Regions from separate parts of the Mus musculus genome. Here regions 2, 3, 4 and 5 are each linked to region 1. The links are chromatin contacts, called in public Hi-C, HiChIP or PLAC-seq and promoter capture Hi-C maps. All regions are on one chromosome and are shown on one strand. The core of a region is the stretch at or near the end of the contact, and the rest is flanking DNA. Distances in the headings are between cores, read along the strand shown. Region 1 holds the start of Cgrrf1 (cell growth regulator with ring finger domain 1). Region 2 overlaps Samd4 (sterile alpha motif domain containing 4). Region 3 has its middle 15 kb from the start of Gch1. Region 4 has its middle 23 kb from the start of Gm10371. Region 5 overlaps Gch1 (GTP cyclohydrolase 1).

Region 1 (2,700 bases), core at 187-2,686:
TCTTTTCTTGCTTCCTCTCTTCTTTACACTTTGGGAAATGTTTACTTTTCTTTCATTACATTATATTTACTATGGCCCATGCTTGCAGAGGTCTGAAGACAACTGTATTCTCCTTTTACCACGTGGTTCCAGAAGGTTCCAGTTAGGTTGTCAGGCCTGGTAGCAAGTGCCTTTAGCCATCTTGTTGGCTTACATCTTACATCTCTTTACTGTAGGTTCAGTGGGGGTTGAGTGGGGACAAAGTCATTCCTATGTATTTAATGTTACTTTACCTGCAACTTATGTTTTTGTTTCACGATAAACATCCCTTTTCGTTTTACTGTAATAAAATTGCCTTCAGATTGGCTACCTGCAATGGTGTGATTGCATCTAACACAGTATTTCTAGACTCTAGTCTCTAAAAAAAATTAAATATACATAAAGTCCTACCTCCATGATTTAGCCTAAGTAAGTAAATTAGCTTTATGGATACTCACTGCAGTGCTTGATGTGGTAGTAAAAAACATTCCAACAACCAAGCATAGCTTAAATAAACATACTTTTACAATTCAATATCTACTAATGAGAAAATTTACATAGAAACAAGCTTAAATAGCAGTACTCCAGAAAACACAAGGCTATTTGGTCAAGGTCACTGGACGAAGCTAACTCTTCTTTTTGAAGCACACATTTCCTGGTGACTTGAGAGCATGGCATGAAACCTTTCCTTAAGCGTCCTAATGTCCACTCTCCCCTTCTTCCTCAGTAACAGGATCGGATTTGTGATGGGAGGTGTTTCTCCTGTTTATGCTGTAACTAGGGATCACATTAGGGCTTAAGTAAAAGAAATATAAAAGTGGTTTTAGGAGAAACTTCCGGGAGGCTTCTTTGAGGCACTGATGACAAGAGTGAGGAAAGGAAGCAGACATTAAGCTACTTCCTGTACTAAGATCTCCTAATAAACAAACAAAAATTAGTTACTAAAACCTTCAAAGATCTGGCTAATTCTAATTGGAGAAGAAAAAAGAGGGCCGAGGGAGTACGTATGCCGATTTTCCTTTGAATAAACTTACTTTGCAAAGGTTGATAAGGTTACAAAAAATCGCTCGCGGTAGTGACCTCTTTTCGGGTTTTCCGCGACAATCCGCAAATCGAGACCATTCCTTTCGTAGACCATTCCGTCGCGCCGATGCCGGCCCTTGTCCCATTCCCAAATTTGTCTAGGGTTTGCAGGGTTTCCAGGATACCTCGTGTATCTGAGGATCTGCATTAACTTAAATTTTGGCCCCAGATGTCAGTTAGGAATTTGAGAACAGAGCCCGGCTGGCGGAATTCTCTCAGGCCACCAATCCTGGGCGCAGGGCAGGGCGGAGCTGGTCCCTCCCTGTTACGTAGCCAGTAGTCGGGACCAGACGAGGGAGGGGCGTGGCATACCTGCTATCAACCTTGTGATTGGCATTCCGTCTCCAGTGGCCGCGGCTGTCAGCTGCCCAGAAGCCTGGGCGAGTGAGGACCTACAAAGTTTGTCCGCTCCGGGGCGCCATACCGGCTCGGGTCCGGGCCAGCCGGGCTGGGCTGGGCTGAGCCCAGGAGACCCCGATGGCCGCAGTGTTCCTGGTAACGCTCTATGAATACTCGCCGCTCTTCTACATAGCGGTGGTCTTCACCTGCTTCATCGTCACCACCGGCCTGGTATTAGGATGGTGAGTGTCCAGGGCTGGGAGTGGAGGGCGCGGGGACCGCCGGCCCGGTGTGGGGTCCGCGCAGAGGGTTCGGGTGACTCCGGGAGAGCGGTCACCGCCACCGAACACACTCGGCCCAGGCCAGGCTGCTGCCCCCGTGGGATGGGACCGCAGGGGAGAACTTGGTCCTGGTGCGGGGGTCAGAGTGCGTGTCCCGAAGGCTTTGTCCCGGGCCCCGGCCTACTTTGTGCCTAGCGGGGACCGGTCACCGGCCCCGCAGGCGCGCAGACCTGACCCAAAGGAGCTTGGCTGTTTATGACCCGAACTGACCCTTGCTTGGTCCCAGATCTTTCAGAGGAACTTTTACCCGAATTCTGTATCTACCGATTGCTAATTGAATGGCTTCTTGATGCAGTCTATTTTTTTGGAAGTGATCTTTAGTTAATAAGACGTTTTTAGAAAGGAGCGAGATTTTAGGAATAAGTTATTCTGTGGGGTGGAGGCATTTTGCTTCTAGGAGAGTTACATAACCCAGGAACAATTCTTTCAGTGTTGAGTCTCCGGTATCCCTCTTGAGGAGATGCAGTTTTATCATGTTTAGGCTTATAAAACACAGCTGGTTGAAACCACGGGACTAGCCTACAGCGGTTGCTCTCTAGACTGCAGCTTTCATAGCCCCTTGAAAAGATGGTGAACCCAAATGTATTGAACAGTGGCTCTAAATGAGCAAGAACCATGGCTGGAAGTGGACCGTACAGAAAAGGACATGAGCTGTTACAGTTGGGGAACGAGTTCTCTGAAAACTATGTGAGAACGGGAATGCATTTGCAAGAAGAACAAAGCAAACAGGTTTGAGACTGAAGCGGGCTTTGTAAATCAAGCTCAAAAATACCACTTGATTACATATTCATCGTTACTTTAAAGACTTTAACAGGTCCCGGTCCGTTTCTGATAATAGGATCTCCTTTTGGAAAAAAAGAACATGTTAATATTTCCACTTGACCCCGAGTTACAGCGTAAAACTCCCATGTTGTGGACA
Region 2 (2,700 bases), core at 76-2,575, 270 kb after region 1:
CTCCTTGGGTGACCCAGTCTTGAAGATGCAAATTCACGTGCAGAAAGAGGCAGCATGTTTAATTTTTATATGTAGATAGATAGACTTTTTTTTTTTAACCAAGTGCCATTAACATTCATCCCTCGTGTCCCTTTCCAAGCTCAGTGTTGGGGAAGGAGCTGGGATGGAGGATCCCATGTCAGGCAGAACAGGTTAAAATGTCGAAGGCCAAAGGGAAGGCCAGAGGGTCTGAGGAAGTGTTTGGAGGATGCTGGAAAGGTTAACAGAGAGGAACAATAGGACTCCTCATCCTGTAGGAAAGAGAAGGTGTTTAAGTCCGCTACACGCAACGCACGTACCCATAAGGTCATGGGATATTCAGAAACCAGTTTGTGAACACAATCACACGAGTGCGAATCTTTTAAGAGGAAGAAGACCATAGAGTATATTTGCAAATCTGAATTTCTATTTATTCCTTCATTGAATATAGAAGCAATGGTTATCTGATTATTAGAGATATTATTTTGGATATGTCACTTATTAACTCGCTATGGCTGGTACCCATGATAAAGTCTGTTATTAGTAACAACAGAATTCTTTTTTTAAAAAAAAAAAGAAAAAAAGAAAAGCTTATTTTTCATTGACTGTATAGATTTATCTACTTAGTTGTGGTTTGCTATGTTAGTGTTTTTATTTTTATTTTTTAAGTTGTGTTCTGATGATTTTTAAGAACCTCCCCCCCCCCACCTTGATTTGAGTCCTGTGTTGACTACAGGTATACAGCTCAATTTAAAAATCCTAAAGCAAAGAAATTTTATTTATAAAAAAAAATTTTAAAAAGAGTCGAGCAGTTGCATGCCTGAGGCTGTGAAGTCAGGCCTTGAGCAGTGAGCTGCAGTGCCTTTTTTTGTATTTACCCATTGACCACCCCGCCCCAACACAGCTGTTTTATATTAAATAGTAAAGGTTTGAAACTTTCCGAGTAAAGTCTATTTCACTGCATAGGTTCTCCCCATCTCCACCCCACCCCACCCCCGCCCCCACCCGCACCCCAGGCGCCCTGATTTAAGCAGCATGTCTGCACTGTCTGAGACACAATGCTGGTCTACAATATCATGGGGTGATGTTTTATTGGTGCTTTTTTGTTCATAGTGTTTTCTTACCAGAAAACAGTAGGAAGAAACACAAACTATACAAGACACAACACGACGCTGCTGATGGTTTGTTTTGTGTGTTCCCCACCCCCACCTGCTTTTTGAGTTTCACTTTCTTATTACACAAATCCAGCAAGCAAAGTAGTGGCCGGTGGGTCCCGCCTGCCTGCCTGCCTAGGGCTGCTATTTGCATCAAGCGCCCAGCCTGGGTTGAGCTGAAGGTCTCTTTCTGGTACCCAGGCCGGGAGCCAGCCGCAGCTGGGCCCCACCTCCCATTCTCCCGATGCGACACTGAGGGAAACCAGAGTTTCTTTTGAGGTGTCGCTGGCTGCCTTTTACAGAGTGGGAGTCTTCTCTGGGCCTTCCTTTCCTCTGTGCCTAGTAGCTAGCTAGCGCTGGTGCAAGGTTTGTAGATCTGTGCACCCCAGAGCTGGGATGAGGGCTGAGCGAGGGAGGGGAGGAAAGTGGATTCTGTTGGGCGCCCTTCCTCTCTAGCCTGAGTGGGGAGAACCCAGGGTGCTCAGGTGTGCCTATCATAAACAGAACCTGCAGAAGGATAAGTTGTACACAGAGCTGTGATGATATCTGTGTTGGCTTTGTTTTTCAGTTTGTTTTTCTTTTCTTTTTTTACAACTCATCAGAGATGTTTGCAAAGCGACTTTTTTTTTAATCCTTTATCTTGACTTAAAGGTAAATATGTATCCCTCTGGGAGGAGCAAAAAGAAAGCAGGAGTGTTAGTGATGGCAAACAGGAGACTTCCTCCCTTATTAATATATAACCCTCATGTATTTATGCCTAACGCAAGCTGACTTTCAAAGAGCTTCCTTTCGTTGCATGCCCTGTGCAGGCATCTGTATTGTACATGCATGCCTTTTGTCCTGGTTTCCTGTATAAAGTTAGTGAACAAAGAAATATTTTTGCCTAGTTCATGTTGCCAAGCAATGCATATTTTTTAAATTTGTCATACATGGAAAGAGCATGTTTGTTACATGTGAAAGCTCTACTGATGCAGATACACTAATGTTTGAACATGCTGTTCTTTGCAAGTGTACAGTTTTCAAATGTTGTTATCAGTGACAACACCCTTGTGGTCTAAACTTGCTACAATGTATTTATTATTCATTTCCTCCCACAGAAATAAGAATCATGGCTATATTTCATATGGTTATATTGAGAGTGAAGGGAAATGATTAATACAAGGTTTTGTAACACTGGTGTGTATGCGTGTGTCTTTTCACTCTCTCTCCTCTTTTTGTAAATATGATTAACTATTTAAAAAAAAATGTCTCTTAGAAATCAGCCCTCACTGAAGAACCAACATGAACTCCACCCACGTGACCATACCACGTGACCACACCATGTGACCACACCATGTGATGCCCACCATTAGCTGCCTACTCCTTTCTGAGACAGGTTGGGGAGAGGATGAGCAGAATGAACATGGTTTGATCTGTGCCCAGAATATCCAGTGAATGTTTTGTCCAAGGTAAATGCAAACTACTACATGGTCCATAACTTCCTCCCTCACTTGACTGCCTTTGGCACATCTTGCACCTTTATCATAGC
Region 3 (2,700 bases), core at 200-2,699, 370 kb after region 1:
CAGGTATAGAATTCTCAGCTCCTCCAGGGCCATGCCTGCGTGGATGCTGCCATCCATGATCCTGCCTTGATGATAATGGGCTGCACCTCTGTACCTGTAAGCCAGCCCCAATTAAATGGAAGAGTTGCTTCAGTAATGCTGACCCTTCACAGCAATAAAATCCTGAGACAGAATAAATAAGATATTTTATTTCATTTAAAAATATTTTCTTCTGGTTGAGGATGTAGCTTAGTTCCCTTGACTGGGATGAATCACTGAATTCGATCTCCGGTACTACACAAAAAAATAAAATTGCTTTTTTCTTTGACCACAAAACTATGACCATAAAACCCCAGGGCTGAGGAAAAGGGCTTCAGACTGAAGCCCTGCAGACTGGAATCCCAAGTTGTCCTCACTCATGGCCTTGGAGAAATGTTATATCGCTCTGAGATGCAATATTCTCACCAGAAGAAAAGAAAAGCTATTTGGAAAATAAGAACAAGTGTAAATAAAAGAGACATGGTAAATGTGCCTGAGCAGTACAGTTAGGATACCCACAACAAAGACAGGTGCCCCTTATTCTTCTCTCTCTGTCTCCTATCAGCTTTGCTACAGAATAGCAGAAAGCCTCTCATCTAAGATTTCTAGAAAACAAAAGGCGAACTGCTTTGTGTGTGCTGCACCTGCCCATACACTTACTTAGAGGCCCCATATCCTGGAAATCAATGTGGCTATTTGCCTGTGGACATAGTTTCCCAGCAACGCACATTTGAACTGATTCAGGCTCCTCCATCAAGTGTCTCTTTGCAAGCTTCCATAAATATTAGTATTAAACCTGCTTAAGGGAAATGAGCAACTGTTATGTTTGTACACTGTCTTCCTCCTGGGATTTTATAACGCTGAGCAGAGAGCCTTTCCTGAGCTGCCACCGACAGGGGAAGCAGCAAGGCTTCCGCATGTAAACAGAGCAGATGTTCGGCTGTATTTCCAGGGTCTTCCATCCTAAGGAAAAGGTACAGTCGCTCTATGAACCTTCAAAATCATTTGCTAACAGACATGAAGGATCCAGGAGATATTCTGACTTTCCCGCACAGGGGTCTACCCTGACATTTTCTCTCTCCCCGTCGGGACAGACTGGTATGCACCTTTAAGACAAAATAACACTCCGGTTATTGCCAAGACATTTAGCAAACAGTATATAAATTCTCCATGTTTTAAGTGTAAATATTCTTCACTTTAAATTCCCTTTATCCTTTCCACATCTGATTTAAAAGGAAAACAAGCCAGTACTGCTGGAATCCCTACAGATAGGACATTTACTCTGCTATTCATTAAGTGGGTGGGGTTTTATTTGTGATTGATAAACAAGCTTATCATAGTTTAATAATGAAGGGTAGGGGGCAGCCTATACCCGTTGGTTCTGCTGCTTCTGTGTGGACTCAGGGGATTGAACTCTGTTTATCAGGTTTGATAGTAGGTGCCCATACCAGCTGAGCCATCTCTCTGGCCCCTGATAAGTAGTTGTTATTGGCTAGGCAAAGATCATGTCAGCACTAGAGAAATAGAAACAGGCAGGTCTATGTGAGTTCAAGGCCAGCCTGATCTACAAAGTTAGTTCCAAGACAACCAGGACTACACAAAGAAACCCTGCCTCAAAAGACAGACAGACAGACAGACAAAAAATCAGAAATAAACGAAGGAGGAGGAGGAGGAAGAGGAGGAAAAGTAATAGGGAGGAGGGAGTAAGGAGGGGGGAGGGGAGAAGAGGAGGTTGTTATTAGAAAAAATAACAATTTTTATTAACATTTAAAGCCCCATAATTTCACCTTTTACAGTCATTTTACTGTACTTCTGATTAGGTCCTATTTGTGTTGTCTTTTAAGTTATTTAGTGTGTATTTGTGTGTGATTAGAGGGAGAGAGGCAGGCGTGTCACAGAGCATGTGTAAAGGACTAGAACAACTTTGTAGAGTTAGTTCTCTCCTTTCCCCTCTTGGGTCCAGGCTATTGACCTAGGTCATTGGGCAACTAGTGCCTTTACCAAGGGTGCTGAGTCACTCTGCCAGCCTGGTTTTAGCAGTTTTGTTTGGTTTTGGCTGATTGGTTGGGTTTTTTGTTTTGGTTTGGTTTGGTTTGGTTTGGTTTTTCAAGACAGGGTTTCTCTGTGTAGCCCTGGCTGTCCTGGAACTCACTTTGTAGACCAGGCTGGCCTCGAACTCAGAAACCTGCCTGCCTCTGCCTCCTAAGTGCTGGGATTAAAGACGTGAGCCACCACTGCCTGGCGATTGATTGGTTTCTTACTTGATTTGTATGAGACAGTATCTCACTATGCTGCCAAGGTTGGCCTTGAACTCCTCATACTACTGCATCATCCCATGAGTAGTGGGATTACAGCTGTGAACCACAGCCTGCCATGTCTACCTTGCTGTATTTCTTTTTAATGTTTTCCTATATCCAGACATTTTTTTCCTTTAAATTATTACCTTCCATTAACAATCCACATTTTTATGTCACCGTTATACATTTTTCATACCACAACAAAACTTTCTGTCTTGTTTCAGTTTTACTTTTATCTTTTGTATTCCATAAGGCAGTCACTTTGCCTTTACATATTGTTCTTGTTATTATTGTTGTTGTTGGGTTTTTTTTTTTTGAGATAGAGTTTCTCTGTTTAGCCCGTCCTAGAACTTTCTCTGTAGACCAGGCTAGCCTCAAATACAAA
Region 4 (2,700 bases), core at 136-2,635, 310 kb after region 1:
GTCTAGGGCAGGACCCACTTTGATAACTATATGCAACATCCCAGATGTTCACTCTCTTTGGCCACTAGATTCTGCTTGACCAAGAAGGAAAAGCTAGAAAGGTGGCTCTTTTCCAGTGCTGAAACTCACTCAAGAAAAGAGCTGAGCCTAAAAGACACATACTTGCTCAGAGGAGGGGAGAGCTTCCATCCGGGCATCAGCACTAAAGCTGATAGAAAAGGCTAGGAGGGTTGACAGAGATGCTACCCATTTCTCGAGGGGCAGGTGGATGGTACTTCTGGACAGACTGCTGTTTGCTGAGGAACCCAGTGCATGAGGAAGGTTCTTTCACTCGACTCTTGCTCTCTCTGAATCTTTCCATGGTCAATGGCTCTCAGGTCAACATAGTCCTTCAAAGATGCTGATGTGGGTGTGCCCTTCACCAGAGTCCTCTCATGGTCACCCCTGCATGTCAGCCTCCACTCTTCTTCTGAAGATGTGGCAGGATGCCATCATAGGGTGTCCCCTGCCAGCCCACCTAATTCCTCAATCTAAGAGAGAATATTCATTTTCTTTTCAGAAGAGACACAAATCATGGGACATCATAGAGAAAGTCACAGAGAATGGAGGGTCACAGAGGAAGGCGATTGTTCAGGAGAACTTGGGATATCCAGGGGCAGATGGAGGCATGTTAAAAGTGAAAGGCAAAGGCATGTTTTAAAGATTTATGGGATGGGATGAATGTCATAGACTTAGACACACTTAAGCCAGAGTGGCAACTGCAGGATAGCAGAATAAGAAGCCATGGCCTTCTTTTTACCTCAGAAACACAAGAATTCAGCAGCAGTTCCCAGATAAACGTCCTTAGCGAAGAATCTGGAGGCTAATTGAGATGGCGCTGTACACCAGGTGGATACAAAATCAGACGCACTGAAGCTGGTGAGGAGATGCTCTGCCCCTGGCACAGAGCCACTCTGTTAAGAAGGCTCCCTACCTCCCCACTACTCCAAGAGAGAGAAGCGCGTGTCTCTTCATGTGTGTAGAGCTCTTGTTTTTCTGGGGAGACCAGAGGTCTAGCTTTGGCCTCACCAGGCTTCAGTTCTGTTAGGTTTAAGGCAATCTAGACCCAATGAGTCTAGGGGGGAAGAAAGGCAGCCGTTTGGATTGAAAGATATTATGGAGTTTCCTCCATGCTCAGCCCAGAGTGGGTGGACAAAAATAAATAAATAAAATACAAAATAAAAAATCCCAGCTATCAGCTTCTCCCTGAGAAGGAAAATATTCAAGCCATGCAACCAGGGCCTCCATTTGTCTGGAAATCTGTCTTGCCAGTGCTGAGTTCTGGCAGGCAGGACATCCTCTAGTCATGTGGAGGAAGCAGAAATGGTGGTTTGGCCTGTGGCTGGAATAGCCTCCTCTGCGAAGCCCAGCAAACAGACAAAGCTATAGCTGCCTGTTCTGCTGTAGGAAGAGGAAGAGTTGCAGAGGACCTCCGAGTCTCTGGTCAGGCTGATGTGTGGCAGATAATCTGGTCATGTTATTTCTCGTGCACAGTGGAAGCTGGGAGAGGTGCCTGCTGCCTCTAAAGCATGGGCAGTGTATGAAAGGACAAGGAAAGTGAAGAGTTGGACCAAAGAAAATTTCATAAACAGATGAAATAACTTTCTCTCTCTCTCTCTCTCTCTCTCTCTCTCTCTCTCTCTCTCTCTCTCTCTCTCTCTCTCTCTCTCTCTCTCTCTCTCCATGCCTCCATCTGCCCCTGTATCATCCTCCCCCCCATATATACTCTTTGTTGTTTTGGTTGGTTGGCTGGTGGGTGAGTTGTTTGTTTGTTTGTTTGTTTGTTTTTAAGACAGGGTCTCTATGTAGCCCTGGCTGCCCTGGAACTGAGACTAGACTTGCCTCAAATTCACAAACATCTGCCTACCTCTGCATCTTGAGTGGTGAGGTTAAAGGCGTGCACCATCACACCTAGCAACAAGGTAAAATTTCAACAAAGAAATGGATAATGTCAAAAGGTAGGCTTTCATTGTCGTGAAGTGACACCATGATCAAGGCAATTCTTAAAAAGGACAACATTTAATTGATGCTGGCTTACAGGTTCAGAGGTTCAGTCCATTATCATCATGGTGACAAGTTTGGTAGTATCCAGGCAGATATGGTTCTGGAGAAGGAGTTGAGTGTTCTACATCTTGATCCAAAGGCAGCCAGAAGGAGAAGAAGGAGAAGGAGGAGGAGGAGGAAGAGGAGGAGGAAGAGGAGAAGGAAGAGGAGTAGGAAGAGGAGGAGGAAGAGGAGAAGGAGAAGCTATGAATGCAAACATACTCTGAGAGTGATTGAGTCAGGAGAACACAAAGAAAGAGTGAAAAGGAATGGAGGAAGCTGGAGGTACTTAGGAGATACTAGAACGTCAACTGAAAAACACATTATCAGAGTATTAAGAGGAAGTGTCCTGAAAGTTTACTCAGAAAACTCCCAACATCTTGGAGAAGGAAATGTCCATATCTCAGAAGACATAAGGATCTCCAAATAGATGAATACTAAGAAATCTACTTTCCTTTATGAAACACACTGTAATCAAACTGTCAAAGACAGAAATTTGAAAGCAACAAGTTAGCAGAGTTCATTTTCATGGATTTTTAAATTGTTCCACTTTCTTGTTCTGTTCACCGGTGTCAGCCCTTGGTGGTCAGAAGCCGTACTTGGTTTAACTTTAATTAA
Region 5 (2,700 bases), core at 35-2,534, 330 kb after region 1:
ACACAGCTCGAACACAGCACACCTACCTACACAGGATTCACTAACTCCATAAAAACAAATTAAAACACATAAGGACATTTAGGCCACCGTCGTGTGGGGCCTAGCAGAGATCTATAAATAAACCTGCACACTGACTTCCAGCTAAACACAAATTGCCATACATGCACAACACATCACCTCTTCTTCCTAAAATCCCAAGTAAAGGCGGTAGGAAATTCTTTTTCTCTTAAATTGTGTTATTTTTTTTAGTCGGGGTCTCTCTTCATAACCCTGGCTATGCTGCAGCTCACTATGCAGATCAGGCTGGCCTTGAACTCAGATCTGCCTGCCTCTTTTTCCTGATTAAAGGTTTGCCACTATGCTCAGCTTGAAAATAAAAAAAAATTTTTTTTAATTCATGAACATGCAGGAAAAAGAGCAGAGGAGGAGAACAGGCCAAGTAAAGGGAGGTGCAGCCTTGTAGCCACAGAGCCAATGACCTAGACATGGATGGACTTGCCTGCCGGACTGAGAAACAGAGGAAAGCAGGAAGCCAGAGCCTCACATGCAGGCTGATCAAAAGTTTAAAACCTCGTATCTCACATGCTAACAGGGTCCCAAGTGGCTTGGCTCCTCTTACTGTGTGACCTCCAAGAGTCCTGGTAAAGACACCAGAACACCCTAACAGCTTGGAAACAGAAAACAATAATAGAAAGGCCTGCAAACCAGTGTAAGTGCTATAAAAACTCCAGAAGAAAGCTACAGAGTGGAGATGTAGACAGATTCAGAAGACACGCAAAAAGGTGCTCCATCTAGGTCATTCATCCTTAAGTATGACCACTGTGAAAATGAGGAACATGGAGAAGACATATAAATACAAGGAGGGTAGGAACCCTCAGTTATCTCAGTGCTTTCTAAACTCGAAATGACTGACACCAGACAGAAGCACCGTGTACCTAAGGATCATGGGAGAGCCTTCAGTGGTTGTGGCTGCTTCCTATGAATCATACTAGAGAGGAACCCTGTGTGTAAGCAACAGGAAAACCCTTCACGGTTCTTTCAATCACATGAACCACAGGGTTCACAGGGGATAGAAATCCTATGATGTGTATGAGTGACTTTCCAATACATAATTGAGTGTGCGGTAGAGAGAAACCTTATTATACAGCAATGTGTGAAACCCTTCGCTTTCTTTCTGTCCCCTTGTAAACATGAATGTACTCACAGAGGAGAGAAAGCTTATCTATGTCAGTAATGTTGGGAAACACTGACCAATCCAGCCGTATTTGAAAACGGGAAGGATTCACACTGGAAAGAAGGCCCAGCCAAGGATAGATGCAGGCTAGCAGAGCACGTCCTTCCTAGCACCCATGAGAAAAGACAATAGAGAGACTCACTGACGTGAAGTATGCAGTCTCTAGTTGTTTCTGTTCAACTGCTGGGCAAGACCCTTGGCAGAATACCTGGAAGAGTGAGACAAGCCAATGCCTCTGCTTGTGTGCAGTTCACTGGGAATCAGTGTAGGCTTTGGAGACGTATGATAGCTTCAGAAGAGTAGGCCTTACTGTGAGTCTTGGGATCTGTTTTTTGCCTGCATGACTTACATGTACTTCCTGCTATGCTCTGGGTACTATTCTCCATATATGCAAATACTCTTTACTCTCTGTCTCCCCAGATAGAAAGATAGTGCAGCTAGACTCACGTGTGTGCTTCCTCTCGGATCTCTCACCGCTAACTAACCTCCTCTTAAGATCCAGGGCTGGACTGGGGGTGACGGATATTTTCCAGTTGGGGAAAACTCTACAGAGAAAGCTGTGAGCTCATACCTCAGTAATGGGTTTGGGGGAAGAGAGGAACAGGCAGTGAGGGAGAAGGAGGCAGAGACAATGTTAGGGCTGCCTATGCAAGAACAGATCTAACTTCTAAGTTAGATCCAGAAGGTAGACATTTTATAATGTCGAAGACATTTTATATTACATTTTTGGTGCATTGGTGTTTTGTCTGCATGCATCTGTGTGAGTGTCAGATCCTGGAGTTAGAGACAGTTGTGAGCTGCCATGTGGGTGCTAGGAATTGAACCCTGGTGCTCTCTGGAAGAGCAGTCAGTGCTTTTAACCAGTGAGCCATTGCTCCAGCCTGGAAGAAATCTTGAGAGTCTTGGCAAATAGGAGCAATTCTAGAGACCTCATACTTACCTGGCAAGTTTACTGAGACCAAGGACTTGCTTGTTAGGAAGATAGCCAATATGGACCTTCAGGGAAGAGAGAGAGATTACCAGCTAAATGAAGACACAGAAAGCACTTCATAACAACACAAACAGATACAGGAAGACCCTAGCATACACACAGGCTAAGTTTATCACAGTGACAATGGGATAAACCTATGAAGCAATTCCATACATACTTTCAAATTATATGAAGAAACTTCTTAAGAACAAACTTGTTACTGAAATGGCAAATTAAAAGTAAACCTGTTATGTTCCTTAGTAAAATTCTTAATTCAAATCTGAAAACCTGTCGAGAAAAACTATACTCAATAAGGAAAAAAAAAAAAATAGGCTTGTAACATCACGGACAGTATAGTCAGGGAGACTCCTTTAAATGGCAGGAACTGTACATACAAATGATGTTATTCCTTGTTATTCCATGGAGCAGGCCCAGGTGTGCTGGAGGATTGACTAACTCAGCTTCCACCCAAGCCTAGATGCAGGGCCCTGAGCTA

Evidence for each region. Promoter capture Hi-C pulls out the DNA fragments that hold promoters and counts their contacts. Hi-C and Micro-C count contacts between places; a contact is called where the count stands out from the background. HiChIP or PLAC-seq counts read pairs in DNA pulled down with a chosen protein or histone mark.
Region 2: a contact with region 1 is called in an H3K4me3 HiChIP or PLAC-seq map of bone marrow-derived macrophages, with 3 times the contacts expected there. The contact joins the enhancer-like site here to the promoter of Cgrrf1 in region 1. A contact is called at or near these places in 15 of 39 promoter capture datasets (3T3-L1-derived adipocytes, the C10 cell line, the HPC-7 cell line and 11 more), 3 of 484 Hi-C or Micro-C datasets (bone marrow-derived macrophages, muscle stem cells and regulatory T cells), 20 of 115 datasets of contacts at active chromatin or transcription factors (the 230-238 cell line, CD8 T cells, T-cell acute lymphoblastic leukemia and 15 more) and 2 of 9 other capture datasets (embryonic stem cells and liver).
Region 3: a contact with region 1 is called in a promoter capture Hi-C map of liver, with 2.1 times the contacts expected there. The contact joins the enhancer-like site here to the promoter of Cgrrf1 in region 1. A contact is called at or near these places in 10 of 39 promoter capture datasets (the C10 cell line, the HPC-7 cell line, embryonic stem cells and 4 more), 3 of 484 Hi-C or Micro-C datasets (CD8 T cells, embryonic stem cells and erythroblasts), 5 of 115 datasets of contacts at active chromatin or transcription factors (bone marrow-derived macrophages, embryonic basal ganglia, embryonic stem cells and 2 more) and 1 of 9 other capture datasets (embryonic stem cells).
Region 4: a contact with region 1 is called in a promoter capture Hi-C map of the HPC-7 cell line, with 2.3 times the contacts expected there. The contact joins the enhancer-like site here to the promoter of Cgrrf1 in region 1. A contact is called at or near these places in 9 of 39 promoter capture datasets (the 3T3-L1 cell line, 3T3-L1-derived adipocytes, the C10 cell line and 5 more) and 6 of 115 datasets of contacts at active chromatin or transcription factors (bone marrow-derived macrophages, hepatocytes, large pre-B cells and 3 more).
Region 5: a contact with region 1 is called in a Hi-C map of B cells, with 6 read pairs. The contact joins the enhancer-like site here to the promoter of Cgrrf1 in region 1. A contact is called at or near these places in 13 of 39 promoter capture datasets (the 3T3-L1 cell line, the C10 cell line, the HPC-7 cell line and 7 more), 1 of 484 Hi-C or Micro-C datasets (B cells), 9 of 115 datasets of contacts at active chromatin or transcription factors (the 230-238 cell line, CD8 T cells, bone marrow-derived macrophages and 5 more) and 1 of 9 other capture datasets (adipose tissue).

Annotation. Positions count from the first base shown.
Region 1 is chr14:46,830,698-46,833,397 of GRCm38.p6, forward strand. It overlaps Cgrrf1 (cell growth regulator with ring finger domain 1), which reads left to right and starts at 1,437. Exons shown (of 6, transcript NM_026832.4): 1 at 1,437-1,682. The coding sequence starts at 1,579.
Region 2 is chr14:47,103,471-47,106,170 of GRCm38.p6, forward strand. Samd4 (sterile alpha motif domain containing 4) reads left to right here. Exons shown (of 13, transcript NM_001037221.2): 13 at 1-2,347. All of the region lies in intron 3 of Gm10371 (predicted gene 10371), which reads right to left. Among named protein-coding and RNA genes, the nearest start is that of Gm10371, 11 kb to the right of the region's middle. Within about 2 kb of position 1,326, at least 80 of the 459 cell types and tissues checked have an H3K27ac peak or open chromatin away from gene starts, as enhancers often do. A contact at or near this core is called in CD8 T cells, bone marrow-derived macrophages, craniofacial prominence and 6 more, where this site is marked.
Region 3 is chr14:47,203,467-47,206,166 of GRCm38.p6, forward strand. No RefSeq gene overlaps it. Among named protein-coding and RNA genes, the nearest start is that of Gch1, 15 kb to the left of the region's middle. Within about 2 kb of position 1,450, at least 9 of the 459 cell types and tissues checked have an H3K27ac peak or open chromatin away from gene starts, as enhancers often do. A contact at or near this core is called in erythroblasts and liver, where this site is marked.
Region 4 is chr14:47,137,651-47,140,350 of GRCm38.p6, forward strand. No RefSeq gene overlaps it. Among named protein-coding and RNA genes, the nearest start is that of Gm10371, 23 kb to the left of the region's middle. Within about 2 kb of position 1,386, at least 3 of the 459 cell types and tissues checked have an H3K27ac peak or open chromatin away from gene starts, as enhancers often do. A contact at or near this core is called in the HPC-7 cell line, where this site is marked.
Region 5 is chr14:47,164,302-47,167,001 of GRCm38.p6, forward strand. It overlaps Gch1 (GTP cyclohydrolase 1), which reads right to left. Exons shown (of 6, transcript NM_008102.4): 3 at 2,175-2,230. Among named protein-coding and RNA genes, the nearest start is that of Gch1, 24 kb to the right of the region's middle. Within about 2 kb of position 1,285, at least 48 of the 459 cell types and tissues checked have an H3K27ac peak or open chromatin away from gene starts, as enhancers often do. A contact at or near this core is called in the 230-238 cell line, B cells, CD8 T cells and 5 more, where this site is marked.